7 separate regions of the Mus musculus genome follow, and regions 1, 2, 3, 5, 6 and 7 are each linked to region 4. A link is a contact called in public Hi-C and promoter capture Hi-C data. All regions are on one chromosome and are shown on one strand. The core of a region is the stretch at or near the end of the contact, and the rest is flanking DNA. Distances in the headings are between cores, read along the strand shown.

The links. Promoter capture Hi-C pulls out the DNA fragments that hold promoters and counts their contacts. A called contact is a pair of places that touch in the nucleus more often than the background predicts.
Region 1: a contact with region 4 is called in a promoter capture Hi-C map of pre-B cells. The contact joins the promoter of Ints8 here to the promoter of Tmem64 in region 4.
Region 2: a promoter capture Hi-C map of pre-B cells shows a contact between it and region 4. The contact joins the promoter of Wwp1 here to the promoter of Tmem64 in region 4. A contact is called at or near these places in 1 of 39 promoter capture datasets (pre-B cells) and 1 of 484 Hi-C or Micro-C datasets (CD4 T cells).
Region 3: a promoter capture Hi-C map of pre-B cells shows a contact between it and region 4. The contact joins the promoter of Virma here to the promoter of Tmem64 in region 4. A contact is called at or near these places in 1 of 39 promoter capture datasets (pre-B cells) and 1 of 484 Hi-C or Micro-C datasets (CD4 T cells).
Region 5: a contact with region 4 is called in a promoter capture Hi-C map of pre-B cells. The contact joins the promoter of Ndufaf6 here to the promoter of Tmem64 in region 4. A contact is called at or near these places in 1 of 39 promoter capture datasets (pre-B cells) and 1 of 484 Hi-C or Micro-C datasets (CD4 T cells).
Region 6: a Hi-C map of LSK cells shows a contact between it and region 4, with 9 times the contacts expected there. The contact joins the promoter of Cpne3 here to the promoter of Tmem64 in region 4. A contact is called at or near these places in 2 of 39 promoter capture datasets (cranial neural crest and pre-B cells) and 4 of 484 Hi-C or Micro-C datasets (B cells, CD4 T cells, CD8 T cells and 1 more).
Region 7: a contact with region 4 is called in a promoter capture Hi-C map of pre-B cells. The contact joins the promoter of Pdp1 here to the promoter of Tmem64 in region 4. A contact is called at or near these places in 2 of 39 promoter capture datasets (cranial neural crest and pre-B cells) and 2 of 484 Hi-C or Micro-C datasets (CD8 T cells and regulatory T cells).

Annotation. Positions count from the first base shown.
Region 1 is chr4:11,252,517-11,255,640 of GRCm38.p6, forward strand. Ints8 (integrator complex subunit 8) reads right to left here and starts at 1,743. Exons shown (of 27, transcript NM_001159595.1): 1 at 1,465-1,743; 2 at 260-434. The coding sequence starts at 1,594.
Region 2 is chr4:19,707,742-19,710,829 of GRCm38.p6, forward strand. Wwp1 (WW domain containing E3 ubiquitin protein ligase 1) reads right to left here and starts at 1,263. Exons shown (of 25, transcript NM_177327.5): 1 at 1,098-1,263.
Region 3 is chr4:11,484,630-11,487,817 of GRCm38.p6, forward strand. Virma (vir like m6A methyltransferase associated) reads left to right here and starts at 1,329. Exons shown (of 24, transcript NM_001347055.1): 1 at 1,329-1,476. The coding sequence starts at 1,414.
Region 4 is chr4:15,264,341-15,267,693 of GRCm38.p6, forward strand. Tmem64 (transmembrane protein 64) reads left to right here and starts at 1,480. Exons shown (of 3, transcript NM_181401.3): 1 at 1,480-2,409. The coding sequence starts at 1,612. It overlaps Gm51436 (a long non-coding RNA gene), which reads left to right and starts at 2,417. Exons shown (of 2, transcript XR_003955370.1): 1 at 2,417-3,353.
Region 5 is chr4:11,074,771-11,077,646 of GRCm38.p6, forward strand. Ndufaf6 (NADH:ubiquinone oxidoreductase complex assembly factor 6) reads right to left here and starts at 1,435. Exons shown (of 9, transcript NM_001085493.2): 1 at 1,210-1,435. The coding sequence starts at 1,406.
Region 6 is chr4:19,568,401-19,571,651 of GRCm38.p6, forward strand. It overlaps Cpne3 (copine III), which reads right to left and starts at 1,708. Exons shown (of 16, transcript NM_027769.3): 1 at 1,601-1,708.
Region 7 is chr4:11,964,821-11,968,069 of GRCm38.p6, forward strand. Pdp1 (pyruvate dehyrogenase phosphatase catalytic subunit 1) reads right to left here and starts at 1,630. Exons shown (of 3, transcript NM_001098230.1): 1 at 1,482-1,630; 2 at 794-828. The coding sequence starts at 824. 1700123M08Rik (RIKEN cDNA 1700123M08 gene) reads left to right here and starts at 1,754. Exons shown (of 5, transcript NR_040577.1): 1 at 1,754-1,863.

The sequences.
Region 1 (3,124 bases), core at 493-2,992, 4.0 Mb before region 4:
TTTGAGTTACCCTGCTGTCCTGTCTGGTCTCTTAACTTGGGGGCTCTAGTAAGCCTGCTGCCTCAGCCTCAGGCTATTGGGACTACACACATGTCTAGGTTTACTTTCTTAATACCTTCTTTACATGCTTGAATGTTTTGCCATGAACATGCAGAAAAGTAATTTATTTTAAGCCACTATCAGAAAAACATTAGAATCCAGACAGAAACAAAGACATTCAAACACTGCTTCAAATGTAATGCCATTTACAGCTTTATACCTTTTCTCCAGTATGTCTAAATCCCACTTCAAATGTGCAGCAACTTTAAGAGCAAGAAGCTTTAGGACGCGATTTCTCTTGTTATCAGGTGGAGGCTGGACTTGGTTTTGCTCATTAACTGAAGGTTTGGAAGCCTGCTCCAAAAACTGAACTATAAGCTGAACTGGTGCAGGATCTAGGATTTAAAAGAAATTAAATTCTTAAAGTTTTCGTTATAAAAACGCAAAAGGATTCGCGTATACTAAAGACTATGGTACTTGGGGGGCACGAAACATCTGGAGGTGTGGTCAGAGACAGCTGCAGATCGGCGTTTGCCAGCTTAATTAATAAGCAAGAGGGTCTGGGGACGATTCAAAACTGATTCATAACAAAGCATTTCACAGAGAAGAACTAAGCATTACAGGTTCCCAGTTCAAGATAAGACCAATGCCAATTGGAGGAAAGAAGTAGTGTTTTGACAGGGGTCTTTTATTGAACTGTCTCTAGCTTTGTTTCCCACCAGTAAAGTAGCGGCTAATGCCACTTTCTTCACTATAATGAAGGCTTCGCTAAGGACCGCAACCTATTTAAAGAGCTAAGCACGGAGGCTTGGCACCCTAGCCCCTAACAATGTGTCAATAGGAAAGCTCTAAAAGCACTGAGATACACTTGGTAAAACTGCCCCACCAATGATGCCAACTTTTCACAAAGTAGTCTCCTACAAGGCCAAATTCGGATGAGAACTGAGCAAACTAAAGGTAAAGACCTTACATTGTACCTTTACCAAAATGCCCGAAAGAGGAAAAGGGCCATGTTCCTTGCCCAACACGGGTATCCCTATACAACAGCCGAAGCAGCTGTTTTCGGGGGATTTATATTAATTCGGGGTTCAACAGTGAAATACACAATCCCCTGGCTGAATGAACCGAAGGCTACGGCCGGCTCTAGGCTCCGCAGAGCCGCTCTCCCCTCACGAAGTCACCCCCAGGGCCGTGCGACATCGGCGACCCGACCCCCGCACGGCGAGTGCGGGCGCCCTTCGCTGTGAGGACCGCGGCAGACCGAAAGCCTTTGTCTGAAACTTTCCGCAGACGCTCCGCGGCGACGTTCCCGGCTGAGGCACCGTCGAGCTGGGCCCAGCGGCGCCGGCCAGGCCTCAGGCAGCGGGGGACAGAAGGCAGCGGGCCGCAGACCACGCCCGCCCGCCCGCTCGCTCGCTCGCTCACCCGGACAGGCTTTGCGCAGATGCTTCTCCAACAGCGACTCCTCCAGCAGGAACTCGAACCAGCAAGTCTGCGGCGGGGTGCAGGGCCGGCTGGAGGTGGCCGCCTCCCGGTCCGCCGCCTCCGCGCTCATCCTGCCCCCGCCGCCGCTGCTCCCGCCGCCTCCGGGCTCCAACCTGACCCTCGCCCAGTCCCTTTATCCAGCGAAACCGCCCGGAACCTCTAGTCAGCTCGCACAGCCCAAGATGGCGTAGTAGTCGGCCAGAGTCCGGCCCCGGATCCGCAGCTAGCCACGCTCTCGACCAATCCCAGTTAGACTTCGGAGGAAAGGGGCGGGAACAGCAGACTGCTCCGCCCCTTAGCTGCCATGGAGTCTCCTGGCCCTTCAGAAGCTAGATTCTGGCGGGGCTCTCCAGATTCTCTGGACATTCCCAGAGAAAATGAAGCGAGTTCGATGTCTTCGTAAGAAAACCAAAGAGACCAAATCTAGTTGCTTTGTCTTGGGTGCTTTACCTTTTTGAGACTCCTTCCAGCCTAACTCCTCTCCCCGTTTCCCAAGGCTTATTACATAATTAAGATCCAACTTTCCTGGGGTTGGGGATTTAGCTCAGTGGTAAAGTGCTTGCCTAGCAAGCCCAAGGCCCTGGGTTCGGTCCTCAGCTCCGGAAAAAAGAAAAAAAAAAAAAAAAAACAAACTTTTCTGCGACTTCCCAAGACTAACTCTCGGAATAAGAAGCTAGTTAATTTTCCTCAGATCTCCAGTCTAGGCACAGTAAACCCTATTTTACGCGTTCCACCATTCTGAAAGGTCCTTAAGTATCATTATCAATAAAACTAAAAAGCATGGTGTAGTGGGGCATTCCTGTAAAACCCAGCACTTGGAGAGCAAAAGCCAAAGCCAGATTGGTCCTTCTAGAGAGTTCCTGTGATCAGCTGACTGGCCAGCTGATCCGGACAAAATACATCCAGAAGAAAGTTTGAAGAAAACTCCCAGACATCCTATACACACCTCATAGAAAATTTCAGATATGTGTTACTAAAGATGATTGTTTTCATAAAGGGACCCTGAGAAACAAAGAAAAAAATTCAGATTTAGTCAGTTTCTTTTAGATGCTTCTCCTGTTTTGTTTTGCTTTGTTTGAAACAGGGTTTCACTCTGTAGCCCAGAATGACCTGGAACTATGTAGCCCAGGCTAAACTTGAACTTGCATCCATTTTATTGAATCAACCACCCAAGTGCTGGATTATAGATTAAGCTCTTTGTGGGCTTTTTTGGGTGGTTATCTGTTGTTTTGTTTTCAGATTTCTTTTTTTTTTTTAAAGATTTATTTATTTATTATATGTAAGTACACCGTAGCTGTCTTCAGACACTTCAGAAGAGGGAGTCAGATCTTGTTACAGATGGTTGTAAGCCACCATGTGGTTGCTGGGATTTGAACTCTGGACCTTCAGAAGAGCAGTCGGGTGCTCTTACCCACTGAGCCATCTCACCAGCCCCTTTAGATTTCTTTTTAAAAGAATAAAATAAAACCATGTATAGAATATGTAAAACTATTCTATAAATATTCTGATGGATCTTATATCCTTTAGGACTAGCTGGGATAAACTGGGCAGTGGTGGCGCATGCCTTTAATCCCAGCACTTGGGAGGCAGAGGCAGGCAG
Region 2 (3,088 bases), core at 13-2,512, 4.4 Mb after region 4:
TAATCTATGTCTCAAAGAGCTAAGTCACATTTCTCAAGCATCTCAATTTCAACAGCTCCAACACTTGGACATTATCTTTGAATTTAAAATGTTAACTAGTTATTTAAAAAATGGTAATTTTCAGTCAGCTTAAGCACATAGTTTTATGGCTCAAGGAAGTTAGATAAATGAAAGAATGTCTTTTTTAAAAGGAGAGTTTTACTAGCAGTTACATACAGACTTGGTGAGACATGTTAAGTGGATTTATACATAAGCAAAAACTCTTACAGAAACCTACAGACAACTGTGAACAGGGTATTTCATCAGGGGTAAAAAAAACACCAAATGGGGAGTGGGAAGGTAACTCTGGCATTTTTTTCCATAACTCTAAGTAGCGGCATTTTAGGGGGAGGAATTCAATTTTATGCACACAAAAAGATGAAACATTAACAGGGAAAACACAGACATTTGTGAAATATTTTATGGTGGACGAGTAAAATATTTCAAAAGCATAATAGATACACCTTCTTTTTGGTAATAATGAAGAGGAATCGCTTAGAGCAAAAGAACTTACAACTCCAAACCGATGAGTAGAAAGCCATACAGCCCTAAGCCACAAACTGATCATTTAAGGACTGTAAAGGCTAAAGGCGACGGGCAAAGTACCAAATCCTAACAATACTACATTTTAAAAGAAGATTTAAAGGAAAAGGACCCAAATCACGAGATGAGGATTAGAAAATTTTGCAAGGTCACTTGAACCTACCAGGTCACCAAAGGTGGAGATTAAGATTGTTGGTGAGAGGAGGTGCGGAGTCAGTGAAAAAAAAAAAAAAGCTGAATGCTAAAAACGTGTCAGAAAAGGACGTTCTGAGGCTGGCGTCCCGGCTCGCGCCGGTGGGATCCGGGTGAAAGTCAGGGCAGCAGTTCTGAGGCGGGGAAGCTGGGACGCCAGCAAGCCGCCGGTCAGGAGGCTGAGCACTGCAGTCACCGAGCCACTTCGCCGGGCTCCGGTGTCACCCGCACAGGCCGGTGCCAGGGCCAGCTCGGGGCAAGCCCGGCGACCCCACCCCGGCGAACTCCGGCCCGGCCGCCCTCCAGAGCCCCGCTGTACTTACCCGCGCAAAGCTGCGGCTCCCGGGGCCCGCAGCCACCGCGGCGGCGCCTCCTCAGCCCTCCGCGCCCAAGATCGCCATCTCGCAGCAGGCGTCGGCCGGGCAGCTCAGGCCGCCCGCAGCCACTCGGATCCCGCACGCCAAGCGCGCCGACACCCGGCCCTCCCCCCACCCACCCCGGCCTACACCTCCCTTCCTCGGGAGCGCGCAGCGTGCTCGCGACTCCGCTGCCGCTGCCGCGCACGGGCGCGCCTCCCCGCCGGGGCCGCTCTGAGCCTCTGGTCCAGACCGGGAATCCAGCTGCCCTCGAGCATGCGCAGCGAGCGCGCGCCCAGCCCGCCTAGGGGCCACTCCGCTCCTCCGGGTCTTCCAGGCGGTCAGGCGGAGAGGCACGCCAACCAATAAGGGAGAGGAGGTGGAGCCAGAGCCGGAAAGGGGGCGGGGCAGCCGCCGGGAAGCCGGTGGTGACTTGTGAACAGCAGCTACCTGGTCTGTTCAGTCAGCTGCAGAGCTTCCTGCATAACCTCAGGGAAGACCCTCCAGGCACGTCCGTGCTTTCGCAGCCAAAGTAGGCTGCGAAGGAAAACCCCTTGACCTCGCTTTAATATTTGATTTAGGGTCCATTAGTAATGGTAGTCACACGAGACCATTGTGTTGGTAATGAAATTGTTCCTTTCTCTTGGCACCACAGTGGCCCAGGGACAAAGCTACTACTGATTGAGCAAGTGCATATATCCCTTTTCGTACAGTTAATGGACACAGTAATTCTGAAAGGTAGCTGTCTCTTGACTCTTTGACACAATGAGTCAACTGGTTTAGAAAAGAGCTGTTGGTAATTTACATTGCGAGAAAGGTCACACTGCAGTGTAATGACCACATTACTCACCATATGGCCCGCCATTCTACTTCAGAGAAAGAACAAAAGTTCTTCCAGAATAAATAGTACATTTAGCCAAACACCTCAGCTAGACCTCACAAATTAATTTAAACCCACCCCAGAGCCGACTAGTTCTCTTGTCAGAAAAGTTCACGAATCCTGGCTTCTTGTTGCCTGTGACACCTTTAACTTCACTACTCCATAGGTAACAAGTTCTCAGCCTAATCACCTTGTAACATTTCTGTTCTAAATATCTTGTTAACATTAAACCACCTTTCTGATTCACTCCGTTGTTGCTGCAACTTTTGAAGAAGAGAAAAAAGTAGTCTACCAAGAAGAACACTAAGGCTCCATGAGTATTTGTAGGACTCAGTAAATACCACTTGAATGAACAAACGTTCATTCTTTTCCACTCTGGTCCATTAGTTACTAGCCCCTAATTTTACATATAAGTTAGGGGCATATGCCTATGGTGCACAAAAATCTCTCAAAAATGTACATGACAATTTTACTTTTCTTCAACCTATTCCTCTTGCTGTGATAAATGACTGGTCCAAAACAACTTAAGGGAAATGGAGTTTACGCTGGCTCATACCTAGTGACCGGAGCTTGAAGCAGCTGGTCACAATAAACCAGAAGTGAGGAAATAGAGTGAGAGGCATGCTTATCATGCCTTTGTTGCATATAGCCCATGGAATGGCCCTGCCCACCTCAGTTACCAGAAGCAAGATAATCCTTTGAAGGCAATGTCAATAGGCCATCTCCCAGGTGATTCTAGATTCTGTCAAGTTTCCAGCGGACACCAAACATCATGTCACTCTAATGCTTAAGGTCATTGGGCACAGTAATAACCTGTCCACAGGTCTTATGACAACGTGCTTTTCAGAGCACCTTCAAGCTCATATGCTATTTGTAGTGCTAGGAGATTACTGAATGTGTCCACTTGGCTGTGTGTTTAAACTGTGTTGCCTTTACATTTCCTGGACCCTTTTTTCCCCCCTGTAAGATCTCTGTAAATAAATGTACTAGCTGCTTCAAAATGCTCTTCACAGGGGCCTGCCTTTCTCCAGAGCGTGTACAGACTTCTCCTTCTGCCTTCCTGTCTCAGTCTCTCACT
Region 3 (3,188 bases), core at 79-2,578, 3.8 Mb before region 4:
ATTTATTTATTGATTATATGTAAGTACACCGTAGCTGTCTTCAGACACTCCAGAAGAGGGCGTCAGATCTCGTTATGGATGGTTGTGAGCCACCATGTGGTTGCTGGTATTTGAACTCTGGACCTTTGGAAGAACAGTCGGGTGCTCTTACCCACTGAGCCATCTCACCAGCCCCCGAAACCTCAATTTTAAAAAGAAGAAAATGTCCTAAGGGAAGGTCATGAGATCAAATACAAGACCTTGAACAAATCTAACAAATGAATAGACAGTGTCTAGTTGAAAGCAATTCTGGCAAACATACAGGAGAATGGAGACATTTTAAGCCTCCTCAGCAGAGCACGACAAAGAGACAGTTATATAAACCCTGAGAGGGAGATAGCCTAGGCACTGAGCTGATCCACCCCACTCTCTCCCTGATGGCCTGTTCCTACTTTTGCTGATCTGCTTTTGTTTTGCTACAACTTTGTGTCTTGATGGGTGGTTCCTGAGAGGACCAGAATAGAGAAAAATTCCTTCTTAACACTCCCTAGGACTATGTATAGTTTCAAGTGTCCAGCACTTGACAGAGAAACTATTCATAAAATTAAAACAAACACACTTTTTATTTTGAGGCAGGGTCTCACGGAGTAGTAGTCTAGGCTGGTCTGAAGCTCAAACTCTTCCTTTGTCCTTTAAATGCTGGAATTGGCAGACTGCTTGTCAGCCAGAAATAGACTTTGTGCTCTCTCTTATATTCGTGACGTTTCATTTATATACCTTTTTGAACCTTATAAGAATTAATCCTCATAATCAGCTCGTGGGATTATTCATCATATTTAACATTTTCATAAACGAGAAAATTTTCCTTTCGTTTGCTGAGACAAGTTGTCTCCCTCCCTCTTTCTCCCTTTCCCTCATTTTTTGAGACACGGTCTCATGTAGCTCAAGCTGGGATTCAACTCCTGGCTGGCCTTGTGTGTGCTCTTTTCTTCTCTTTGAAAACAGTGTCTTTTCAGATTCCCTCATTGCATGGTTTTGTTTGGAGAGCATGCCTCGTGGGAGGCATACGGTGCCGTGTGTCTAGATTTGGCACACTTTCCTATCTTCTAGAACTCATCGCCTCTCGCAGGCGTCGTGGCTCCGCTACTCCGGAGAACCACGGGATTTGGACCACTGCAAACACCGTAGTCCCCGCCCCTCTTTTTTTTTTTTTTTCCCTGCCCCTTTGGGCTCGCAGAAGGCGCCCTCCGCCGCGCTGGAGGAGGCGGGGCTTACGGCTTAAGTCAGCAAGCTGCGATGGGATTGGTGGAGGCTTGAGACGACAGCGTCCTGTTTACCGGAAGTACTGCAGTTTTCCCCCTAGCTGGAGCCTCGGCCTGGGAGGTTGGAGAGCTGCCCCGGAAGTCATCTCCCGGTCCCCCGCCCGCGGCAGACATGGCGGTGGACTCGTCTATGGAGCTGCTATTTTTAGATACTTTTAAACATCCGAGCGCTGAGGTAAGGCCTCGCGACCCGATTTCGACACGGCCCCTCAGTTCCGGTACCCCTGCTGCGGAGTCGGGGGCCGTCCGGGCGGTGTCCTCCCTCAGTCGCGCGCGCGCGGGGGTCCTCTGGTCCACACCCCCTCCCCCAGCCCGGTGCGAGCCCGGTGGCCCTGGGCGGCGGCCCTGCCTTTCTCGGCTTTGATTTGGGGCCCGCGGCTTCAGTCGAGTCAGTCGCGCTGCTGACAGTTTGTCCTGTCAGCGTTGAGTCCTGCGGAGGGTCCTTGGTCTCAGGTGTACTTCGGGTGGGATGCAGGCGTGAGCTTGGGCATCTGGTTTTTGACAGTAGTGTCGGGTTCTGGATGCCCTCAGGGTACGGACTATCCAGGATCCTAAGTCCTCTTCTATCTCTCTTCTAACGGCGGTCTCATTGCTCAATTTGTCATAGCACTTCAATAGTTTGGGAAGGAATTCACCTATTAGGACATGACAGATCTACGAGAATCTCCTTTGCGTGGAGGACACTTGCGAATCATGCAGTATTGAAGGACTAAAGACTGTCATTAGAAAGCAAGTCTGTTGTTTTCAGGGGACGAAGGTGGGGTGTTGCGTAGTTTTGTGTACAGAATTACTTTAGCGTCCCTGAAAGGCCTTGGAATTCTTAAGTTGAATGTACTGAATGTAGCGAATTAACGAAGATTCGCAAAAATGAACTATAACGAAGTCCACAGAGAAATTCGGCTGCGAGGAAGAGAGAGTAAATGAACAAGCCTCATATTTGTTTGTTTCACCGGAAACCTAATCATTTCGAGAGTCATTCTTTGGGGATTGTCTTGTTTCTATGAAGACTGTATTCTTTTTTTTTTTTTTTTTTAAGATTTATTTATTTTATGTATGTGGGTACGCTGTCGCTGTCTTAAGACACACCAGAAGAGGGCATCAGATTCCTTGTGAGCCATCATGAGGTTGCTGGGACTTGAACTCAGGACCCCTGGAAGAGCAGTCAGTGCTCTTAACCGCTGAGCCATCTCTCCAACCCTACTGTACTCTTAATATGACAACATGAAAGTAGGGTAGAGTGTCTCCTATTCTTTCTCGGTTGTATGTCCTGGGTTTAGACCGTACCTAGGAAAACATAAGCATCTGAATGAGAAGAGATTTAAAATGTTCTCTTATGAAGTAATGAAATGAGTACGGCTGCATTTTCTTGAATAAATGAATGAGTGACTGCTGGGCTATGTAATTCCAGCCAGACTTGAGAAAACGCAAAATGGCTGCCAAACGCAAAATTGTTACCAGAACAAACATCTTTATGGAAGTAGAGAACAATAAAATTTAAAGAAAGAACCAGGCATGGCATTAATGTTTTTTATCCCAGTACTTGGGAAGCCCAGGTAGGCAGATCTTTGTGAGTTTGAGGCCAGTGAACTCTCATAGCAAGTTCCAGGACAGTCAGGGTTACATAGTAAGAGTCTGTCTTAAAACAATTTTTTTTGGAAGAAGCATACATACCTAGTACTAGTCTACCAAGCAATTTGTCATTCTTTCAGGCTTTTCTATCCTTCGTTCTTAGACAAAAATTAAGGATCCTAGGAAAACAGAGCAGGTTAAAAAAATACTCTCCGGGAGTGGTTGAAGGTTTAGAAAAAAAAAATCCCATTTGACTTTATCTTGGAAGAGTAGGGGTTTGTAAGAGGTATAGAAATGTTTGGTTCGAGTTAGAATATG
Region 4 (3,353 bases), core at 230-2,729:
TGTACGGTATGGGAGTAAATGACAGAGCAGAAACGGAAATAGGAGTGCCTAGATGATGATGATGATCATCATCATAAAATATTAAGTAATATTTCGGCAGTCTTTCGGATTCTCTTCACAAGGTCCAAGTAGCATATTGATGCCTCAAGGTTTAATTTCTCAGACTTATTCTCATTCACACCAGTCAGAAGTGATGATATCACAGTGCCCTGATAATATAACTCTCACATGTCCGTGGTTTTTCTTCTCACTCATTTATATACTTCCATCAAGAAGTAACTGGGATTCTTACTCTTCACTCTGTGGAACACCAATAATTGACAATGGCAAAGAGAGAAAGGATTTTGGAAGGTTCCTAAAGCATCTAAAAGCTAGTCACAAGTCACTTGGCAGAATATATCGTGGAGACTGACCCAAACACGAGGCCTGGACATAGAAGTCAGCCTACTATGACCGAGTAGAGAATACAGGGAATATTTAGTACACCTACTACTATTCAGTCATCCATAACCATGGTCTTAACGGTTGCCTGTGTATCAATGTCAAAATTTCTAGGAGTGATAATTCATGTCAACGCCATATTCCTATTTTCAAACATCCACTGGAATGCCACTTTTGGGTGGATATCATGGACATCTCAACTCTGATGCATCAACTTCATTTGTACATAGTTGTAATATTTTCCTTAAGTCAATGGCTTTCTTCTATCTACTATCTCAGATAAGAACTCTAGCTAACATCTTTGATTCCTTACCTTGCTCTCCTAGCACTGGGTCAGTCATAAGTCTATACATAGCTCGTGAAAGGGCTGGTAACAGCAACCCTTTTTATAAAGGTCTTTTGAGGAATCTTTTCCACTCTACGCAGCACAGTGCTTGGCATTCAGGAAAGGACTAGGGTCTAGAAGGCACATTCTCTGAAGAGTGGCTCTTCACAACCAATTCCCTGGGCTCCTAAACAACCGAGTTATCTAGAAGCCACTGGGAGACTTTGCTCTCTGGGATGGTACAATTATCCTCCTACGAACAGATAAGAACTCCTCCCCTAAAGTCGCCAGACAGCTTTTGGGGGAGAGCGACACCCCACTGCTGGTTTGCAGGAAAGGTCAATCAGAAGCCAAAGAGAGGCACTTGGCAAGAGTCCCAGCAGCTGCGGCCAAGGGTCTTTGACACGCAGGCACGCGCGCGCCCGTGGAAGCTGAGAGCGCGCAGCCCCGGGTCCCCTTTCCGCTTCCCGTGGCCTCCCTCCGCCTCACTCTTCTGCCCCGGGCAGCCGAGGCCTCCGTTGCCTGAGAGACGCGGGTACCTCGCCACTCATCCGCAGCACCAGCCGGGCGTCACGGGGGCGTGACCGACCACCCAGCTATGTCTCCGCCCCCTCTGCGCGTGCCCCGCCCCTCGGGCCCAAGGGGGCGGGCTCTGCGGGCGCGGGGTCCAGACTCGACCGACTCCCGGCGGGACCGCGTCTCGACCGCCGCTGCCGCCCTTCTCCGGCCGTTCCCTCCCCGCGAGAGGACGCAGGGAGCCGAGGCCTGGCGTGCGGGGTGCCATGGAAGGCCGCAGGCGGGGGGACGCGGCGGGAGTGGAGACACTGGCCGGCTGAGGCCGAGGCATGCGGAACCCCGGTGGGAGCCTGCCCCACACGCTGCCCCGGGCCTTGCAGCACGCCGGTCGGACGGGAGTCGTGGAGCAGCCGGGCCGCTGGGCACCGGAGCGGACAGCGGGAGGGGACCGCTCGGAGGACCGCCTTCCCCGCGGGGGCGGGGCCAGCGCGGCGGCGGCTGCTGCTGCGGCGGCGGCCTCGGGCGCCCTGCTCGGCGCCTATCTGGAGCGCCACGGTCTGCCCGCGGCCTCGGACTTGCCGGCGCCGGCCGGGGCGTTGGCAGGCGGCCCCGGGAGCGGCGGCGGCGTGGTGGTCGGGGTGGCCGAGGTGAGAAACTGGCGCTGCTGCTGCCTCGGCAGCACCTGTTGGTGCCGGAGCCTCGTGCTGGTGTGCGTGCTGGCCGCCCTGTGCTTCGCTTCCCTGGCCCTGGTCCGCCGCTACCTGCAGCACCTCCTGCTCTGGGTGGAGAGCCTCGACTCGCTGCTCGGTGTCCTGCTCTTCGTCGTGGGCTTCATCGTGGTCTCCTTCCCCTGCGGTTGGGGCTACATCGTGCTTAATGTGGCGGCCGGCTACCTGTACGGCTTCGTGCTAGGCATGGGGCTCATGGTGGTGGGCGTCCTCATTGGCACCTTTATCGCTCATGTGGTCTGCAAGCGGCTACTCACCGCCTGGGTGGCTGCCAGGATCCAGAACAGCGACAAGCTGAGCGCCGTTATCCGCGTCGTGGAGGGAGGAAGCGGCCTGAAGGTGGTGGCGCTGGCCCGGCTGACTCCCATACCTTTTGGGCTTCAGAATGCAGTGTTTTCGGTAAGTGGGGTCCCCCTGGCCCCTCCTTCTCGTGCTCTCTCCAAATTTGTCTTTTAGAGGCCTTGTGACCACCCTAGGAGGCGCTCTGTATGACAGAAGAGTCATTGACATTTTTATGGCACCCTGAAAAAAATTACACTACAAATTCATATAACACAGCCCCTTGGAAGACCTGATAAAGAACTATCCCCCCCCCCCCCCCCCGTGCGTGTGTTTGTGTATGAGTTTGATAAAAAAAAAGTACTTTGGTAGCTCTTGAGCCATAAAGCTTTGTGACTTGACTTCCCCAGCTTTCTCTCTGCCCTGCATAAATGCAGCAGGGTTCAGATTCAGGTTTCTGGTTATATTGGAGCATGGATCGCTTTTGTTTTTAACAGTGGAGGAGGAGACAGCAGTAGACCCCAAGTTCTTGGAGTTTCCTAAATTTGTAGTAAGCTTCTTAAAAGTAGTTTGCTGTCTTGGAAAAGCTGAGAATCCTGTTTATCTTTGTTTAGAACTCTATTTGAAGTCACCTGGGTGGTTCATAAAAACAAAATGAGCACCGGCTCTTCTTACACACATTATCTAAAGACTCTTGCACTTATGGTCAGAGGTTTAGTTTATTCTGTGTAGGCTTCTATAGCGAGGATGCACCTGAGTTAAAGGTATAAATCATTGCTGGTGAGGTGGCAACCACTTGATGGGAACTTTATGGCCTTAGGACAAATTATGAAACCTAATCCGACTATGTTTTGTTTTCTAGCCCAGGCTATCCTAGAACTCACTGAGTAGCTCAGGCTGACCCTAGACTGGCAGTGATTCTCCTGCCTCAACCTCCCTTAGTGCTGTATTACAAACATGAATCCCCATGCCCAGCTTTGACTTTCCAGAAAAAAGACTGAATGGGTTTCCCACATTCAGTGATTGCACATTAGAGTTCATACCTGAGATTCCCAGGTATGCAC
Region 5 (2,876 bases), core at 185-2,684, 4.2 Mb before region 4:
TTCCCAACATCACATTGGTTCACAACTGTTCCAGAAAATCTGATCGGTGGCACTAGGCATGCACACAGTTCATACACACAAGCAAAGCACGCATACACGTGAAATAAAAATAACACACAATAAAAACAACAAAACAAAACAAAAAAGACCCGACACTTGAGAGGCAGAGACCAGAAGGAGTTCCAGGCCAGCCTGGTCTACAGGGTCAACCACAGCTACATAAAAACCCTGTCTCAAAACAAACAAAAACCATACCGGATAACTGCTGTTAGCAGGGAGGGCAAAATGCAGGGGCGGTGTGGGTGGATGTAATTAAGCCATAGATTATTCATAGGGCTCAATTCCCATCAGGCCCAACCCCCACACATGTCTACAGAGGAAATCCCAGATGTCTTTCCTGACACCAGGTGAACAAAACACAAGTCATGAGGCTGTTCTTGTAAATCTCTGGCAAATCCCTTGTTCCCTTGAAATTATTAAACTTCATCTTAAAAATTGTATTTATTTTTATGTGTATGAGTGTTTGCGTACACATATGTCTATACACTGCTTACCTGGTGCTCAAGAAGGCCAGAAGAGAGCATTAGATCTCGTGTCGGGGCTGGGAATCAAACCTGAGCCTGTTCTCTTAACCGCTAACCCATTTCTCCAGCTCTTAATGCTCTAACTCTTAAACTCCCTTGATGGGAATCACAACTTGAAAGGAGAATTAAATAAGCTGCTTTGGACTTTACTTTTGTAAACAAAATTTTAGCTTTGAGGTTGCTTTGTAGTTAAATCTAAACCTCTGGCCAGTACCTCCTAAGAAGATGCGTCAAAAGTGAGTGTGCCAACTTTTGTGAGATGTGTTTATCCAAAGCACGCTGGGCAAGCACCCTACCAATGGACCTAAAAATGCGCAGGCCCCGTGAATTACTTTTAATAGTGCAGCACACAGAGCCCAAAGCCAGTTAACGGTGTTAAAGTCACTAGCTGTCCATGAATAAAAAGTGCTATGCATGCAAAGGTTGTAGGGTCCATTAACGTTAGGGTTCAGGCAGAGGATGTGCTGAGCCACGTGAACAGGCCTGCGGTCTCCTTCTCCAAGCACGGGCACAGAGCCCAGCAGAACGCAGGACCCGGAGGACGCAGCCCCAGGCTCGGGGTTCAGCGCTCTGCGTTCCACAGGCTCTGGGCTCTCGGGGATGTCCCCCGGGCGCGGCCACTCACCTCAGCAGCTCCAGGCAGTAGAGGTGGGAACCGGGGATGCCTGGCCCGCTGGCCGCCGCCACGCTGCGCCGGACCGCCGAGGGCCCCGGCAGGCGCCGCACACGTTCCCACGCATCCCGAGGCGGCTGGCGATGGAACAGGTTAGCCAAACCGAATGGCCTTGGGCCGCGGACAGAACCCAGCATGGAGGTCGCCATGACACCCGCTTCGGGTGCCCTCCGACCCTGAGGCCACGCCCCCCGGAAAGTGGCCACGCCCCCGGCAGATCTCTGCAACTCCGCAAAGGAAGGACGCCACTCAGACCAGAGCCAGGTGTCGCTATAATCCTGCACATTGGTGACTTGGTTGTCCTCTCCAGCGTCCACTCCCACAGAACCCCAGAACGCCAAAAGGGATGGGTGCCTGCTTTTTAAAGAAGCGACTGACGTTACATCCTGTCACCCCAGAGACCCCCATCCTCTCTTGATCCTCTTCAAGGGCGCTATTGACACTTGTAACCGCACTGCTGGAAGCTTGTTGTACCTGAATGCCCACTATTCACCCACACACATTCCCAGAGACCTCCCAGCATAGCCCTGAACAGGTACACTGATTAGCCACTCTACCTCCAAGAGAAAAACACAAAGATGCTTGAGAGATGCACCAGGTTATGCCTCCATTATCAACCACTAAGGATAAAGGGGAAGGAGAGGAAGGGGGAGAGAGACAGAGACAAAATTTAATTTCTTTCCTTTTGCTTTCTTTTCCTTTTCCTTTTCTTTTTGTTTGTTTTTTGTTTCTTTTGTTTTTCGAGACAGGGTTCCTCTGTGTAGCCCTGGCTGACCTGGAACTCACTTTGTAGACCAGGCTGGCCTCGAACTCAAAATCCGCATGCCTCTGCCTCCTGAGTGCTGGGATTAAAGGCGAGCGCCACCACGCCCGGCTCCTTTTTCTTTTTTAACAGTAACAATATATCATTTGCTGTTAGTTGTCTCTCACAACACTCTAAAAGCCCAAGAGCATGGAGTCATTTGTTTCCTGCTTTAACCCATTGACAGTCCCTCGATGTTGTAAAATCTGACTTGCCTCTGTCATCTGTAACGCCAGCACTAAGAAGGCTGAGACAGGAAGTGTTGAGTGTTCAAAGTCAGCCTACACTACACAGTGAGGTTGAAGCAAGACAAAAAGAGGAAGTTGTGAACCTGAGATAGAAAAGTAGCCTCTCAGCCAGGAATCAGGCCAAAGCCTTTTGCCTGTGGAGAATTTAGAATTCCAGTATAAGGCTAGAGAGATGGGTCAGTCAGTAAAATGGTAAGATAGTACCAGATGAGGTGAAGGAGCTCAGAAGACAAAAAGGAGGCTCAGAGGGGCAGGAGACAAAAGAGGGTAATGGGAGGCAAATGTTGAAATACATTATGTACATGCCATAATGTGCTAATTTAAATACTTAAATACAACAGTTTAAAATACAATAAAATGATACTATACTACAAATGATATGTTGTTACCAACTATTATTAATTGAATAGTCTATAGGTATAGTGGCATGCACATATAATGCCAGCATTTGAGAGTTAGGGGGAAAAAGATAAAGAATTCAAAGGATAGATGGGGAGATGGATCAGTGGTTAAGAACAATTGTTTGTACTCTAATGAAGGAGAGAAAGAGAGGGTGTAGACTTAGCGGG
Region 6 (3,251 bases), core at 458-2,957, 4.3 Mb after region 4:
AGAGACCTACCTGACCCTGCCTCCTGAGTGCTGGAATTAAGGCTTTATTTTATAGATCACTGTTTATAAATGTTCAAGTAAAATTAAAAGAGATGTCCAATTATCAACATGCCTTTGGAGGCAATGAATAATTTTGCTCCCCCAATTCTAGACGTCAGCTTTAGGGGATAGATCAGAGAAGAGATTCTGAAAGACAGTACTTCCTTCCCTTCCTGTGCCAGGCGTGTTTTAATCTAAAAACCAGAAATTCAGTTTTGTCTCATTAAGAGAGCTTCTGCATGGTCCAATCTTGGAGATGAGGCACTAGATTTTCAGGCTCGAGTGGGGTGCATTTTTCAACTCATCAGCCAAAAGGGGCCGCCTTTTAAAAAATATTCTCAAAACAGAGGGGGCAGGGTGAGGGGGAGTGTTGAAAAGCAGATAGATTCTGAGAATCCACTGTTGTCACTACAACTACCATCATCATTTATCTTATCGTTATTTATGTATCAGACACTTCGATGAGTGATCTACAAACATTTTATTTAGCCCTCACCACTCTGACACATCAGTGCTATATCCATTTTACAAATGTAGAAACACACCATAAAGGGTTGGGCATCCCACCCAAAGGTTAGACAGATAACAAAACCTCAGAACATACTTGAAACTAGACAGATAGTCACTGCCTTTCTTGTGAAATAAGATTCACTTACTTTTGTAAATCGTAAAGTATTAAAAAAAAAGTACAGACCACAATCGAAACCTAATGCTACCACTTTCAGAGGTGCCAAGTTTCATAAATTAATTCCAGTTTCCTGAGGAGTGAAAAAGATAATAGTCGCATTTATGCTTGTTGTGAGCTAACTATATATAAAAATGGTCTTAACACAGAGGTTGTGGGTCACTGCAAACCACTGGTTATTTTAATCCTACTTCACCCTCTGATTATTGGCGGCCACAAACACAACAGAAAGAAACAAAAGCTGATCGCAGTCAAGTGCATTAGCGCCAACACTAACGGTCACTATGCTCTCAAGTTTCTGACTGCAAAACAAGTAAGTGGCACTGCCCTTCCTTCGCGTCGCGTGTGCAGTGAGCCCAAAGCCCTGGACACAGGTGCAGGAGCTTGCTAGGACTTCACCCAGGCCCAGCTTTGCACCGAATTCAGTAGCACCTTTTCCCTCAGCACGCAGCCTTTCCTCCACCGTTCCCCCACACGACCGGTTCGTCTGGTTCACCAATCTTTCCCCGCTGAGCGGGACCGAGATTTCGGGGCTGTAACCCTTCGCCCCACCCTGCCCTTCCACTCGAGGCCCGCGGATCCCCGGCAGGGTTCTTCAGGTGCGCGAGCCGCAGGCCCAGGAGGCGCTCGCGGCCCCCAGGCTGACCCCCAGCCCCGGACTTCCACGGGCCGCGGACCCAGCACGCGACACTCGGGAGTCCCCAGAGTGGGCACCGGAAACCCACGGAGCACTTCCAGCGCCCGGGGCCCGGAGGGACGGGCCATGGAAGCCTGAGGGCCCTAAGTCTTCCCGCCCGGGACCGGCCCGCTTCCCGGGAGGCTGCAGGCTTGGGCTGGGACACACGGCTCCGGAGCTGGGAAAAGTCACGCACTCACGTGCTATATCGCCGCAGAAGTCGAGTGAGGGTGGAGAGCCAGCGAGGAGCACCGCAAGGCGGCAGGACCGCAGGGGCTTTACTGGAACCTGAGGGCTGGACCGCGGAGGGGCGGGGCTCGTGGGCGGAGTCCCGGAGCGGAGGGGCGAGGGCGGAGCTTGTGGGCGGGACCAAGGTGAAGTTTTGCTTTTGATAGGGAGCTTGCTGCCCAACCCATTTCAACCCATTTTCACTCCCAGTTTTCTTTGCTGCGCCTCAACCCGCTGACCTTTTAAAGAATTCTTACAAAACCCGTAATTGACTTTAGGCAGTAAAATATCTGATCTGGTCTGGGGGGGAGGGGGGGGGGGCTCGGAAGTGAAGAGCACTTGTTGCTCTTGCAGAGTTCCCGGTTTGTAGCTCACAAACATCTAGCACATTCCAGAGGATCTGGCATTCTCTTCTGATCTCCCCAAGGCAGCAGGCAGGTGTGTGTGTATGTGTGTGTGTGTGTGTGTGTGTGTGTGTGTGTGTGTGTGTACAAACATGCAAGCAAAACATTCATACATGCAAAGCAAAACAAATAAACCTTAAAAAAATAAAGAAAGAAAACAGATCTGGACAAGGAAATAGTGTGAAATGCCAGCTCTTAAGCATCCTTCTGTAGAGCGTACACCTTCCCAGAGTAATTTTACATGCTTATTTTATTTAATATATATTTATTTTATTTGGTCGTCACAAAAGCTTTGTTATGTGTTTAGCGCCACGTGCCTTTTCATAAGAATGGTGCAAGAAAATACTGTGAAATGTGGTAGGTAAACAGTTGTTCAATTTGCCTAAAGTCATCAGATTATGCTAATCTCAAAATGCCTATGGTGATGGGTACTCAAAGTCACATCCTTCTATTGAATGAAAATTTAAAATATCTGCTGGAAAAAAATGGGATAAAAATCAACAAAGACAAACGAACAGTATTACAAAAGTTACTTCACTTACATTGGTGAGGGGAAAAAGGCGGGGGGGGGGGGGGACACTCAATAGAAAGGACTAAAGAATGGAATGTGATATGTAAGCTTCCAGAGGAGAAAGGTCATCTCAGTCTTACCCAGCAGTGAACCCTAGAGCGCCAGTGATGAGCAGCCTGGAAAGACATGCCCTTTGTGCAATAGTGGCAGGAATATCATGGAAATAACTCACCACTTTCTGATTGGATTTAAGTTCCACTCCACTCCACAAAATGAAATCCATACCTGGCACTATTATCGAGGCAAAAACAACAGCTAGGCAGGTCACAGACCCAGGGGAGAATCTACTATAAATATTCTGCTCAATGGACAGAGTATCAAGTCAGCTCCTAATGGCTTTTCGTTAAACTCATAGATTAATGCACCTCTCCGCTCTCATCAGAGCAGCTTCTGTTTGCAGCCGTGGTGAACAGAGTCCCGCAAATGTCCAAGGCACAGAGGGTGAGACTAAGGAAAGCATACCCCTAAATGGGATAGTTGCATCATGCCCCCTCCTTCCAAGACCCAGCAGTGATCATTAAAGAAGACAGAAAGCAAAGAATGTAAGAGCTAGAGTCTTCTGGGCAGTTTTAAATGTGAGCTCACTGCAACTTTGACAGCCTGGAATGACCTGCAAAAGCTCAGGTTGGACAAATTCTCAGCATGGAG
Region 7 (3,249 bases), core at 380-2,879, 3.3 Mb before region 4:
AACTTGCTAAATTAACAAAATAGAAGCCTCCTGATTAGGCAATAAGAATTTCAAAGTAGCTGTTGGTTAACTTGAGCAATCTCACTTTCTTTTTATTTATTTATTTTTTAAAGTTCATACACCATCATGGCCCACACTTGGCAACATTGTACGTATCAGTCTTGGGCAGATTTGGCTGATGTTGCCAATGAGTAATAAAAAGGTGCGCGCGCCGGAACCAGAAACAGAAAGAGCCCCATCCATTCTTTGTGGTGTGCTGGGCAAAGCCTGTGTCAAGATTTTATTCCACTTAATCAATAAACCCATGGACCAAATCGATTAGAAAAATGCTACTGGTGCGCCTACTCTGGAGCTTCTCGGTCTTGCAAAGATTCTAACGCAAATGAAAATAAATACTACACTTTTCATTACACGTATCAGAACCTCCGTTTATGTAATCTGATTGCATTAAACGCCCTGCATTAAGATTTGTAATTTTTCAGCATTTTCTGGAAACGCCTAGCCATTTCACAGCTCAAGTTCAGTGTCTACAAGAATGAAGAAAAGCCATTATCCTTAAAACACAAAGAACCAAACCAGCACTTGTTTGGTCAGTTTCGTGTGTCCCAGAATATCACACTTAAGCTATCAAAAAATAAAAATAAAAATAAAATCTGGTCCAGAGCGCCTTTGTCTCCTTTTCCTTATCTCACCCTTTAATTCCATGAGGACCCCTAGAGCCATCCATTCATACACAAAATCAGTCACCATCCTTCCCTGGGTACCCAACACAGGTAGTTATGTGAATACCTACCAATTCGTCTGGGCCCGGGACACACACACATTCTCCTGTCATCACAACACGGAGCCGACAACATCCACAACCCGCGCGGACAGCAGCAGCGACAGCAGCAGCGGCCCATTGAAAGCAAAGCAGAGATGCTCATTAGAGGAGGCGGCGGCGGGGAGGCGGGAGCGGAGGAGGGGCGAGGTCTCGCAGCAGCCCAGTGAATGGGCTGGGAGGGGAGGAGAGAATGGAGGGGGGAGAAAGGGGAGGGGAGAAGAAGAAACCAAACAAACCCACCCGGCAGGCGAGGCGGCATCACAGCCCCCGGCGGGCAACTCCAGGAGCCCGGACAGGCGCACCGCCGCCGCTCCATGCAGCCAGCGCACCGAGCCCACAAGCACTCAGCATCTTCAGGCCCGCCCGGCCCCACGCCGCGCCCGCTTCCGCAGAGCTCCAGGCACAGCCCGCCGTGGGCAGCCGGCTCCGCCACGCGGGGCCAAGCGTGTCAGCGGGGAGCCGAGGCAGACACGCCCGGGCCACAGCGGGCGCCCCGCGCGCTGACAGCCGGGTGCCGCCCGGGACCCGCGGCAGCTCCTCGCGACCGAGGCTCCGCGCGCACCCGGCCCTCCACCCGCGGCCGCTCCCCACGCGCGCCCTCCACTTCACCGCCCTGACGCCCCCTCACGACTCGGCAGCGGTGGACGAGGATACCAACCGGGCACAGTCGAGCACCCGCTGCGGTCTGCCCCGGGTGGCGGCCGCACCCCTCCGTGCGCGTCCTTCCCTCACTCAGCACCACGCAGCACCCCGGCGCGCTGCAGCTCGGCCCAGGCCAGCCCACTCCGCGCCCCTGCCTCGCCCGGCCTCCACCCTGCCCCGCCCCCACAGGCGCTCTTGAGCTCTTCGCCTTCTGATTGGCTGCGCAATGGCGGGTGGGCGGGACCCGGAGGGCCAGAGGGGCGGGGGGCGGAAGAGGGCGCGCTCCCCGCCAGTTTTGTGACGTCACGGAGGTCAGACAATCCCTTCCATTTGGCGCGGCTAGCCTATTGGTTCCACGCGTGCGCGCGCCCCGTGACCACGCCCTGTTGCTGGTGAAGGTGGGTTTGCGCGTGCCGCGAGGTGGACAGCCTTGGTTGGGTTGCGTTTGGACTCCCAGATGGGGAAGCGCCTGGGCGGGATCCAGCATCCCTGAGCGCGTGGCGCTTTGGTAGCCAGTTGCTTCCTGGCGGGCGGGCTTTCGCGAATGCCTGGCACTTCTGCTGGGCCCCGCGTGCTGCTCTGGGCTGGCCTGAGAGCCAAGCCTCCTCTGCACTGGGCTGCCCCAGGTAGACCGCGGGAACAACACAATTGAGGCGTGGCAGAGCGTCTCGGCGGTGTCTCGCTTCATTCATTCAAGATCAAGTTGCTGATTTTAGGGTTATTAGGTCGGATTGATAGTCAATTATTTTTATGTCTCCGGGCTAGGAAGCTGTAAACAAAAGCAAAAGGAAGTTTGATGAAGGAATTCTTATCTTTGTAGATAAGAATAACACGAGTGCTCTTGTTCTTGGAAGGACTTTGAAATCAGCATTCCCTCCTTGGTCCCTGACTCATTCAGAGTTATGAATTTTAAAATGCAGCCAGTGAAAGTGGGAAGAGCACTGAACTTGGAGTCAGAAGAGCCTTTCAAGTTATTCCCAGTGACAAAAATCCATCTTCCTCCCATGAGACTCAGTTTGCCTATCTGTGGGGTGAGGTTAGGCTTAAGATGTGCTAAACAACACACTAAGGGTTCTTGCTGCCATCTGCGGTTGTCTCTTTATGGGACAGTGCCTTCTTCACTTACCTACATCCACATAGATGCCATCTTCATGACATGAAACTTTCTTGGGAGAAGCTATGCTTCTGCCCAGTGTTAATGAGTTTACGTTGATTTATTCTACACCTTATTAACTAATAAAGTTTACAAAGTAATTTGGACTAGATAGATGAACTCCCAAGTTTACTGTGAAATTTTATTAATCCTGAAGTATTTAAATTTTTATGTAATAAAGGAAAAACCTTATATAACCAAACCTGCAATTCATAATTCCCCAAATCTTTCAAGCTGCCTCTATTTCTAAACTGGAGAATTTGCTCATCCCCAGAAGAGGCTTACGGGCAGAGATGATTGGTGAGGGGGAAAATATAGGTACCTTTCCCCAACCAAGAACAAACAAGCCAAGATCCCCATCAGTCCCCTGCCTTCCCCTCTTGGAGAAGAGATACATTTATCCTCTCCTAACAACAATCAAGATTAGCCATTTCTACTTAGAGACAGTCCCAATATATCTGATGCAAGGGTTTAGTTTGGTGTGTACACAGTAAGGCAAGAGTGTATCCTCAGCGTTTTAGGGAGAATGCCATATTCCCGGACTTTGCCTATGCATAGTTGACTGTGTGTCTAATTAATGTCAGGTGCACTACAGACAGGAACCTGCACAGATGAAAACAGTGAATGCAGG